Linked DNA regions of Mus musculus: region 2 is linked to region 1. The links are chromatin contacts, called in public promoter capture Hi-C maps. All regions are on one chromosome and are shown on one strand. The core of a region is the stretch at or near the end of the contact, and the rest is flanking DNA. Distances in the headings are between cores, read along the strand shown. Region 1 overlaps Adra1d (adrenergic receptor, alpha 1d). Region 2 holds the start of Rassf2 (Ras association (RalGDS/AF-6) domain family member 2).

Region 1 (5,689 bases), core at 1,751-4,250:
CAGTATCTAGGAAGGGCTTATGGGAACAACACAGAATGGAAGAGAATGGAAGGGGAAATGGCAGAGTATAAGAGAAATAGATATATGTGGTGGTCTTGCTTTATATCCCAGTGTCATGAGAATTATCCCAGTCTTATAAGACCTGGCCCACTCCCACCAGACAGCATTAACCCTTCCATGAGAATGGAGCTGCCCCCGCCACCACCACCACCACCACCTACCTTCCACAAGGCCCCATCCATTACACATTGTCCCACCTCAATATGCACTGAGGGCCAAGCTTCCGCAGCACCGGTAACAAAGCTGATGCACTGATGGGGGATGAGCAGGTAAAGCAGCTGGTGGATCCACCAGCTGTCTCTGGCAGACTGCAACAAAGAAGCCTGAGTATCCTAAGCAGTATATCTGCACACCGTGGTTAGAAAGAGAGTAAGAACTGATTGTGGCAGAGGCTGTGGGGCCCACCTGTTTCCCTCAGATCTCCGGTTTGCACAGGCCCACTCCTAAGTGCCTGCCTGCATCTCTTACCCACAGGCTTCCGTAACTTACTCCTTTTTGCAGCCCATCCAAAATGCAGTCCATATAAGTGGGGAAATTTAATTAGTGAAGAAATCAGCTAGAGAATGATGGAGATGAGTGTTAGGTACCCACATCCCTCACCATTGGTGGGAAAACCCAAAACTCCCCTTAGGGGTTAAGCCTCAGTTTCTCACATTAGCAACTGACTTACCAGTCAGCAGCTACCCAAGGTGTTTCACTATCAGGCTAAACGCTTGCACTTGAACCCTGTCCTATCTCAGAGCTTGCTTCTGAGAAAACTCAAAGTAAGTCAGACCTCAAGGGAAGCAGAAGGAAATTGTTGGGGCTGGAAGCCTGCCTTTGAATCCCAGCCCCTTCGGGTGTGAGAAATTCCCTGTTCCAGGAAGACTCTGCAAAAGTCAGTTGTGCATAAATTAAAGTATCAATGTCTGCAGTAAGACTGGGACAGCACTAAAACATGGCATGCTGTCCACATATCTGAATAAAACCAGGCTGGCAACAACCACTGGACAACATAGTCCACTGATGTGTCAGCCACTGCTAAACAGAAAAAAATGCAGTCTGAGTCAGAATGGCATTTCCAGCATTTGGCTTGACTTTGCAGCCATTGAGGGATGCTATCCTTGAGGGTGCTCTTCCTGCAGGACAGGATCCTTCCTTCGGGCATTTTCCAGGGACTGCCTAACCCTTCTGCAGGGGGAAATAAGCCTTGCTGAGCCCTGGTACCCATAACCCCGCCGTATTTCAGCTACTGTTTCTGACCGCTCTCTAGATACAGTCAGTAAGTCCTTTCCCAAGTCTGTGGTACCTCTCTGAAAAGCCACAGGGCAGGGGAGGGATAAGTAGGGGTGGGTGAGTGGGTAGGTGGGTTGTTTGGTGGGTTAGTTTGCTTGCTGTTCTAAGAATTGAACCTGGGGCTCTCAAATGCTGCATGAGTTCTCTAGTACTGATCTATATTATCTCTACCCCAACACATTTAGATTAAAATCCTGCTAAGCACTGAGCCCTGAAATTTATGAATCCCATCCAGAGAATTATTATTGTCTCCAGCTCACAGAAAAAGAAAGTGAGGCTTTCAGTGGCCAAGTAGCTTGCCAGGGGCAGCATGAGCAGGTGGGAAAAGGCTGGGCTGTGTGGTGGGTACTGTCCTCTCCTTCCACCATCTCTTAGCATCAGGAACTGTTTCTCCATGTGGGTAGTAGGTGATATGCAAGGGTCTCTGCCATATTGGGGTAAATCAGGGGGAGAATTTGTCAGAGAATGCCATGCCTGGCCTTCTCTGTCTCTCAGATCTGCAGGCTTTGTCCAGAGTGACGCTTGTGCTGAGGATGAGATAGGTGAGAGGTGACCTCTAGGCAGCACCTTTGCACTCAGTCTCCTTCCCCTGAGAACGGCTTCCTTGGAGTCCGTATTGGGGATACTAATGGAGATATTTGTGGAAAACCAGGTCTTAGTGCCCGTTTGCACTTGTCTGGTGTTCTGTTCCCCCACCTAAAACCATCCCAGCTTTTCCTCAACACTTTCCCGGGCACAGCCCTACAGGGCTACATTTTGACAGCCATGGGTATTGTGCTCTGAACTGGGTCTCTCACCAGCTTAAAAATAACCAGAGCTCTAACTCCCCCACTGAAGGAAAGCTGTGCCTTAATTCAAGGTCCTCCATTATGGAGCCTAGATGAGATGTGAGCTCACCCTACAGGATAGCCACAGGCTCCGTGCCTGTCCCATCCTGCCTAAGTCTGAGATGGTTGGAAGCTGTCGCTGAGCCTACGATCAGCCCTGTGCCCCATTGGTAGTCACACTGTCACCCAGAGCCAGCACCACAGTTTCACGACTCCTCTACAGTACCGAGCACTGAGCAAACCTCTCCCTTTCTGTGCTTAGGCAGTAGAGTACACTGCAGAGACTGAGTGCTGTAAAATGCTGTACAAAAGATTGCTAATGAACTCATTTTGCTGGAAAAGGTTGTCAAAATATTTTTACGTGAGACTTGTAGCAGAATCGTACTTCCACATCAACGTCTTAAAGAACAAGACCTGCTGGCGTCCTCTAGAGACCGCCCTCAGCAGAGAGACCTCCACACTGGCGGCAGTAACTAGGCTCCGCAGCAAAGACTGGTGGAGCCGGTTTCTGGCAGTCTCTGGGCGGTTGCTGTAGTCTCCAGGCTCATGAGCCTGGCAGATGACAGCCTTTGTCCCCATCTTGGGGAACGTTTAGGGACATTGTTTCCACTTTTCGAGCTCAGGGCACACGCAGTCTCCAGTTTCTATACGAAACTGGCTGAATGTGGTTTGGTCTCTTTCTGGTTGGGATTCGTTGCCTGTGCCCAAATAGTTTTCTAACAGGTCGAACTCGGAAAACAAGAGAAGATGGTTCTTTTTCCCCATCTATGTTCATAGAGAGAAACACTCCCGCCCCCTTGATAGCACCCACCTCGTGACTCAGCTTCTGAGGTCGGCAGCAGTCCTTTGTCAACCTCCCTCCTAACCCCATCAGTTAACTAGCCTGGTCTCTGTTCTCCGCAGGTTCTCTGTTCCCTCAGCTGAAACCATCAGAGGGCGTCTTCAAGGTCATCTTCTGGCTGGGCTACTTCAATAGCTGTGTGAACCCGCTCATCTACCCCTGCTCCAGTCGCGAGTTCAAGCGCGCCTTCCTCCGCCTCCTGCGCTGCCAGTGTCGCCGCCGCCGCCGCCGCCTCTGGCGAGTCTACGGCCACCACTGGCGAGCCTCGACCGGCGACCCGCGCTCCGACTGTGCCCCCAGCCCGCGCATCGCACCCCCCGGGGCTCCCCTAGCCCTCACTGCACACCCAGGCCCGGGCTCCGTAGACACGCCGGAGGCGCAGGCTTCGGTCTCCGGCCGTCGAAAGCCAGCCTCCGCCCTCCGGGAGTGGAGGCTGCTTGGGCCGCTACAGAGACCCACGACCCAGCTGCGTGCGAAGGTGTCCAGCCTGTCCCATAAGTTCCGCTCTGGGGGCGCGCGGCGCGCGGAGACTGCGTGTGCCCTGCGCTCGGAGGTAGAAGCAGTGTCCCTAAATGTTCCCCAAGACGGGGCAGAGGCTGTCATCTGCCAGGCTTATGAGCCGGGCGACCTCAGCAACCTCCGGGAGACTGACATTTAAGGACCGAAACTCAGGCTGAGGAGGGTGCTGGGGCCAGAGGTGGGGTGCTTTATAGGATTCTGCCTTCGGATCCAAAACTCTGACCAGGGTGGCTGCTCCATCTCACCTCAAAGCAACCGGAGCTGGACCTGGGGTCGGAGCACTCGGAAGGTGGTGGGTTATGGTGCCGCCTGCTGGACATAGTTGTCCAGAGCTCTTCCTGAAATGGAAGAGCTGCGGGATTCGCCCTTCTCATCCAGTCTAAGGAACTGTTTAGTCAGCTCCTGATGTCTAGGCAGAAGACTTCAAGTATGGCTACTCCCCTTGGGGGGGAAGAGGTACAAATTCTCGTTTTGCTGCTCCCAGGGAAAAGATCCGTGGACAGTTTTACTCCTTACTGCCACCTGGAGGAAGTCAATGGACCTACTGCCATAGGACCTGCCATACAGCAAGCTTTGGTGGTATATTGGATGCCCGCCATACAAATCTGTTGTTTTTGCCCTGGGCTCACTGCCCCCTTCCCCACACTCCTAACTGTATGAATCCCTCACCATTCCCACCCACCCCCCCGCCCCAGGGCCTTACTGTTTACACTGTGTACATAGTTCATTGTGCCTGTCTGTGCCCATCACTTCTCACTGGGATTCCAGGCTGCCAACAGGGGAGAGCCTTATTTATCATTTTGAGACCTATTTATTGGTAAGAGTACTTATATTTTGTTCAGACTGTGCAAACTGTCCATCTTTGGCCTGTAATTCATATAGAGCCTTCTTCTGAAATCCTTAGCCATCACAGGACAGTCTGTGTTCACCTTGCTGGTGTGTGGAGGGAAGGTCATATAGCTCAGAAACATACTTTGGGAACTGGTTTTCCCCTTTAATCCATGGGGTCACCACTGTCCTTTGGATCTTTTAGCAAGACTAAAGGACTTTGGTACTTTGTTGGCTTTTGAAAGTCACATAAGCACAGACTTTGTATCAGCTCCCCCACCCCCCCCACCCACCCCCCACCCCCAGGTGCATCTGCAATGTTTGAGGGCCTCAGGGAACATAGTGGCTACATCATGCAAGTGATAAATCGTTACAGAGGATCTACACACCCAAGCAGACAAGCGTGTGGATGTTAAGAAAAGCCATACCTAGCTGTGATGTTCCTTAGCTCTGAGTCGAGACATACATCCCATGGATCAGTCTCTGAAAAGAAAATATCAACCGCATGTATCCAACCTGCATGGGACTGATAACTGGGAGCAATCAGCCCTTAGAGGGACACCTTTCTAAACAAGACCCTGAAACTGGAAGAGCCAGTTACTGGCTCCAGCATGGATCGGTGTTGTGAACCAAAAGTTTCTGTCCTTTACTAAGGAGGTAGTCTGCCTGAAACTCCAAGCCTTTCTCGATAATTTTACAAGAGTAGTAGCTGGGATCAGAAGGAAATGGTTTACAAAGTGATCTGGGATCTGCGTTTTCAAAGCACCCAGTACAGAGAAGCAGTTATAGCAGGCACTGGGAATGTGCTACCTACACCAGAGTGCCCCTTTTGTACATGCTGGCCTCCTTGAAGCTAGGGGGCAGGCTTCTCACAGTGGAAGGATCCATGGGTCAAGTCAGAAATCAGTCAGTTGGTAGCCCCCAGTGTCAAGTTACTGAGCACTGATCTCTCTGGTAGAAGGGAGCCAGGTTTGCTTTAAATGCCAGCTTAGGTGTTTGGGGTCCCACTCAGTACTTGTGCTAAGCACAGCAGTCGTCCATGACCAGGCTTCAGCCCTATGCCCTGTGCACACTATTGCTGCTCACACCGGGAACTGAGCGTGAATGAGGAGCAGAAGGGTCTCTTCAGCAGAGGCCTCCATGGATCTTGCTTTGTAGCTAATAAAGCACAGCTGCTGACCTCACTCCTGGATCTGACAGGATCTCAGCAGAGAGGAGTAGATGGACTCATGATGCCCCTGGGTGGCTTCAGGAAAATCTGGGGAAATGTACCATTTCTTGGGTTCCTGGGGGCCATAGCCCCTTAGCCCATCCTACGAGTCTGACTAGAAACTGTTCC
Region 2 (5,689 bases), core at 1,808-4,307, 480 kb before region 1:
TGAATGCTGGAGGAGTGCATTAAAGGAGTACATTACCATACCTGGCTGGTATGGTAATACCATACTTGGGCTCTTTAGGAACAGAATTTTAAGTTTATTTACTCAAAACTCAAATTAAAATTAGATATTGCTTCCCAATGCAATTACTAAGTAAGTCTGAAGCCTGTTTGATCCACTTAGATATGTGAGTCTACTTGTCCAAATAGAACTTTTGAAAATGTAACTATAGATTGAGATTTTTTTCTTCTTTTATCTCTTGAGATTATATAATTATATCATTTCCTCCTTCCCTATCCTCCATGTTAACCCTCCCATATAATTTCTTACTCTCTTTCAAACTCATGGCCTCTTTTAAAAATAAATTGCTATTACATGTATATACGTATACATACATATATTCCTAAATACATGAATCACATTGAGAAATTTTTGATAAAAATTTAACATCTGAATTATGATGTGCTGAAGTTTAAACATGTACCCATTTCATCCTTTGTGCAAAAATATACTAAATATATAGTATCAAATATAAAATACTTCATGAGTAATTTCTTTATATTATTGTGTATTTAAGATTTATTTATGTGTTTTTAAGACAGGGTCTCACTATGTAACCCTGGATGGCCTGGAACTCACAGATATCCTGCTTATGCCTTGCAACTGCTGGGATTAAAGGCAAGTGCCACCATGCCCAGCAAACTACTTTTATATTGATAACATGTTAAAATTTTGTTTTTATCACACCAGGCTAAACAGAAATATTATAAAACTTAATTTTACCTGATTTATTTTCCTCTTTCTCCTCCACCACCACCTCTAAGACAAGAGTTTCCCTATACCCTAGGCTGGCCTTGAACCCACAGTCCTCTTGCCTCTGTCTTCCAAATGCTGGGATTATAGGTGTGTGCTATCATGCCTGGCTTTCTCCAACTACTATTAACGTGGCTACTAGAAAATTTAAATGCATAACATAGCTCTTGTGAGGAACCCAGGGCCCCACCCTTTTCTTCTGAGTTACTGCCCCAGTATTTGGTATCATTTTTTTATTGGGCAGTTTCTTTTAGACGGAGCTCCTTCGCTGCTCTCGTAAGACAGTAGACCTTCCTGTGCAGTCTGCATGTGGAAGTCTGCAGTGTTGAAAGGTAAAATTCAAAGTGTGTTTCTCCTGGGCAGTGGTGGCACACACCTTTGATTCCAGCACTTGAGAGGCAGAGGCAGGCAGATTTCTGAGTTCAAGGCCAGCCTGGTCTACAGAGTGAGTTCTAGGACAGCTAGGACTATACAGTATTCGAAAGAAAAAAAAAAAAAGAAAAGAAAAGAAAAAAGAAAAGAAAAGAAAAAAAGAAAATTCAATGTGTGTTTCCTATTGAGAAACAGCATCTCCAGCCCAGATGCATCATCTTTGTCTTCTCTGAAAAGATGAAGGACCACTCTCCTCTCCCACAGCCTCGATATGAGGAAACAGACCATTAGAACGGTGTTTTCCAGTGACTCAGATTACCACTCACTGTATTCACGGAGGTGCTTTTTAAAGGTCTCACTATGTGCACGGAATAGTCTCAAATTCACACTCTTCTTGTCTCAGCCTCCTGAGCAATTATGTGTGCACGTCATCAGGCCTTGCCCGGTTTGGATTTAACAGGGTCAAGGACCAGTATTTCGGGCATTAGGAGTGTACCCTCATTGGCAGGAAGCCAGATGATTGGTTATAAGATGACCATTTGACTCAACGCGAGCCAGGGGAGCCAGGGAGCGGCTCTCCTGAGAGGCTGGGCTAGAACTGAAGAATTCTAGCAGCATCTCACAGACTTCTTCAATAGCAAAACCAGAGCCCTGCTGTTAGGAGTCATGGCTGCCCTTTGTCCTGTTTCTGAGGTCACGGAAGGCCAGGTTAGAAGAGAAGAAAGATTCCCTTGGAGAAGGTTTCCTGGAGAGTTCCTCAGCTCACCCTGCAAATCTAGCTTGAGAAAGGCTGCGAAGGAAAGCAGCTTACCTGAAACACAGTAATGGCTCCAGTGAAAGAAATTAATGGACCCGGTTTGTGTTTATAGCTCAAGGGGAAAGAACTAGATGCATTTATCTCCCTAACACCCCCCTCCCCTTTCACAGTAGAAAAAGCCGATCAGTAGCCTTCTTGTTCAGTGTTGTGGGACATTTCCAGCACCACCCCGCAGCTGCGCTTTGGCCTCCGCACATTTGAGGCTGGCTGGTCTGGGAACGGATAGCCGTTTATAACATTGTTTCTATGGGAGACACATTCCAAGATCCAAACAATGAGTTTAAAAGAGAATATCTGGCTTCCAGGCAGATGGGATGCACTTTGGAGGCTTGGCTGCCCTTTCTTTAACCGTTAGATTCCCTTCCCCTTTGGTTTGGGGACCAACTGCAAGGTCGGGCATATGTAAACGAAGAATTATGGTTAGAGGGTATAGAATCCGTAGCTGGGTGCTCCCTCCTATACACTAGAGTTCCTCGGAGGTCTAAGGATGGAGAGGAGGAGGAGGTGAGGAATGGACAAAGAAACTTGACTTCCTTCACATTGCCGTCACGTCTGCCGGCCTGCCGAGTCGAAGGGGCCCACTTAGCCCTTTGGCAACTCAAACCCTTTTGGGAACAAACCCGGGTGTTAGAAAGAACCACCACCCAACTCCACCAACTGCACATCCTCTGCTAGGAAATCTGCATTCTCTAGGCGGGCTGCTCCCTGGGAGTGACTGTCACAGAGCCAGGCGAACTGAAGAGCTTGGGCTAAATCTCGGCGTGGCTTGGAGAGGGCAGGCGCGATGGGGTGAGAGGCAGCACCTTATTCCCTCCACCCACGCTCTCCGCCTCCTCCTCCTCATGCACTCTGGCCTGCTGAGAAGAAACGCTGGCAGCCCGCGCGAGGTGGGGTGGGGGTACGCGGGGAGGGGGGGGGTAGAGATGAAGGGAGGAGGCGACGCGAAGCCACAGCATTGTCTGTCTTGAAGGGAGGGGAGAAGCTCCGCCCCCTAGAGGGGAGGGAGGGGGAGAAGGGAAAGAAAGGCAAGAGAAGAGGGGTGGGGAGAGAACTGCAGGGTGGCGGGTGGGTTGGTCAAGGATCGGCAGATAAAGGCAGAGCTCGGGGAGGCGGGGCGGAGGGGCCAGGTGGGCGGGGCGCCCGCCCTCAACCGCACTGTCGCCGCCCAGGCCGGCCCAAGCGAGCGGGTCCCGCGGATCACTGGCCAAGCACGCTGGAGCACCCCCACCCCCGCAGCGGCGCCCCCACTTTCCAACCCCTGCGGCGAGAGCGGATGCAGATGGTCCGGGAGACAGGCAAGACACAGGGCGCGGGGCTCGAAGAGCCGGGTACTGGCACAGGATGCGGGCGCAAGGTGCTGGTGGTCCTCTTTCCCTCTACCCAGCTCAAAGTTTTCCCTCAGTGGCCCGTGGCCAGCCTGGTCCGGTCCCTGACTCTTCCCTGTCCCCTTTTGCCACCCAAGCCACAAGGTGGGCTTAGATATGCGGGCTGCCCCAGAAGCAGCGCAGGCGGGCGCCCCAGCCCACTCCTTTTCCCCGGGTAGAAAGTTGTGGCCTGGAGCTCATGCTGCGGCTCTGACCCCTTAAGATCTTTTCTGAGGTCGACACTAAGTGCAGTGGCAGGAAATTGCCCCCATCCCCAGAGCAGGGTGTCCCCGAACTCCCTGGAGAGGTGAAGCGAGATAGCAGGTGCAGGCCTGTAGAGCTTAGGGGAGGGTCGGACTGTTGTGCGCACTCTGGCTCCCCGGGCGGGGACCACATCTCCAACCCGCGGCGAACCCAGTTCCCTTTGGGTTTCAGAGTTTAAGAGCGCGCGGTGCTCGGCGCACTTCCCCCTCCCGGGTTTCTTGTCCCTTCCGGAGCTTGTGCCTGAGGTCGCTGGAGACCGAGCTAGGCAGGTGCTTTCAAAAGACGGCCTGGCCACTCGTGTATTAGAGCGCTTACTCTGCACCCAGCTTTATCTCCGAGTGCGCCCTGGGAGGCAGCAGAATGGTGGAGTCCCGACAGGGGCAGATTTGGAACAGCCACTGGACAGATAGCCACTGTGCTTCAGTGGCAAGCTCAGCACGAGGCTTCTCAATGCTGCGCGCGCTTTAGTCCCAAGAGTCTGGAAAACCAGGGCATTAGAAACGATTCTTCCTGAGAGCAGAGGCCAGGGGTTACGGTAAGCAAGTGGAGGATTCCTGTAAGAGGAAGCGGTGGACAAATGACAATTTGTCAGAGCCGGCTCTGTCCCTGCGGTAAATGGCCCTGGGACAGTGGGAAGAAAAAAATTAGGGTCACGGTTCTCAAAAGATAGCCGGCAGATTCAGCCAGGGGATATCTTTGAAGAGCACGTAAATGAGGAACCTGAGGTTGATTTGCCATACTTTCAATCCACGTTTATTAAGTGGAAGCTTTTCCTACAGGTGGTCTGGGGGTTAAAGAAACCTCTGTGGCTAAGCTATACTGGATTTGAGAAGAGTGCCCCCCTTCCTCCCCTTGTTCTCATTCTCCCTTTCTGTCCTAGGGGACTAACTGTGGTATTTTCCTGAGCGATGCTCATTTGAGCTGTTGCTTATGGGCTGTTCCTCCTCCGGACTAAAGCCTGATTCCTAGGACCTGCTGCAGTCCAGCGGGATTCAGGAAGGTAGAGAGGAGCATCAAATGATGGCGGAGTGAGAGATGACCTTTGTTTGCAAAGAAGCATGTTTCTTGCCTTAGTACCAAAGGGGGCTATGAATAAATAGTCTGCCTGGCCACTTGGCACACTCCACTCTTGGAGGTGTGGACTGGTAGTATTTGGGGCGGGGTGGGGTGGGGGTGGGAGATCATGGGAAGCCACACCCATTTTTTCTTTAACAAATAGAAGAGCAGAAGAGTACTGCAGAAACACAACAAAACATGGGATTCGTGCACAAATGATGAGGGTAGACTTGAGAAACCTAGCTAAAAGGAGACCAGGGTATCCAAGATCCCCACACCAGCATCCATGGGAAGGGCCATGTTGGTCAGCGCATGCTCTGTTCTTGCACCCTTGGTTTCTGCAACCTTCCATCCCGCCCCCCACCCCTTCCTCGAGGGCAATGTCTCCAGGCTCTGACTTCCACAGCATACCTCTCTCCAGCTCACTGTGTCTTGTCTTTGGAGGTGCCTGCTTTCTCTCTATTTTGTGGTCTTTTAGGGGGAGGGCAATAAGTGCCATCCCTTGTTTTCAGTTTACTTCCTCTCTCAGGTGTTAGGGTCCGCTTGTTAGGGTCTCAGAGGCTGACTGGTTTCCCTTTGACTTCTTTCCTGGTACCTCGCAGCAAGGCTTCTTGTCTGGCCCTGTGTGCGCGCCTCTTAGGGATGGCTAAGGATCCCAGCTAGAGGTATGGGCAGGGCTGTACTTTTGACACTTCTGCTTCTCTTTTGGGCTGGACTCTGGGGCTTGCCAGAAAGGAGACCCGCTGTCCAATCACAAGAGAGCCTGAGCTGATTGTCCTCTTTGGGATTCTTAGAGAGGAAGTGTCTTCACAGCTTGGGAGGAGATGGAGGCAGATAGTGAGGAGTGTAGCTGCCAGAGTCCCAAGGAAAGGCTGAGTGGGAATGGGGGAGGGGAGCCCTAAGAACAGCCTTAGGGCCTGCCCAAGCCTCCTTTCCTCTCCTCCAGTGAAAAACTGCTCAAGTCTGTGTGCTTGGAATAAAAACATGTCCCGTCTCTGATCTCAAG

The links. Promoter capture Hi-C pulls out the DNA fragments that hold promoters and counts their contacts.
Region 2: a contact with region 1 is called in a promoter capture Hi-C map of trophoblast stem cells, with 2.5 times the contacts expected there. The contact joins the promoter of Rassf2 here to the enhancer-like site in region 1. A contact is called at or near these places in 6 of 39 promoter capture datasets (embryonic stem cells, hippocampal neurons, liver and 2 more), 1 of 484 Hi-C or Micro-C datasets (embryonic stem cells), 2 of 115 datasets of contacts at active chromatin or transcription factors (astrocytes and embryonic stem cells) and 2 of 9 other capture datasets (embryonic stem cells and pancreatic islet).

Annotation. Positions count from the first base shown.
Region 1 is chr2:131,543,917-131,549,605 of GRCm38.p6, reverse strand. Adra1d (adrenergic receptor, alpha 1d) reads left to right here. Exons shown (of 2, transcript NM_013460.5): 2 at 3,066-4,249. The coding sequence ends at 3,661. The region is part of intron 1 of Gm39938 (a long non-coding RNA gene); the gene reads right to left. Among named protein-coding and RNA genes, the nearest start is that of Gm39938, 8.5 kb to the right of the region's middle. Within about 2 kb of position 3,000, at least 62 of the 459 cell types and tissues checked have an H3K27ac peak or open chromatin away from gene starts, as enhancers often do. A contact at or near this core is called in trophoblast stem cells, where this site is marked.
Region 2 is chr2:132,027,356-132,033,044 of GRCm38.p6, reverse strand. Rassf2 (Ras association (RalGDS/AF-6) domain family member 2) reads left to right here and starts at 3,057. Exons shown (of 11, transcript NM_175445.4): 1 at 3,057-3,294. It overlaps Gm31179 (a long non-coding RNA gene), which reads right to left and starts at 2,594. Exons shown (of 3, transcript XR_374996.3): 1 at 1,994-2,594.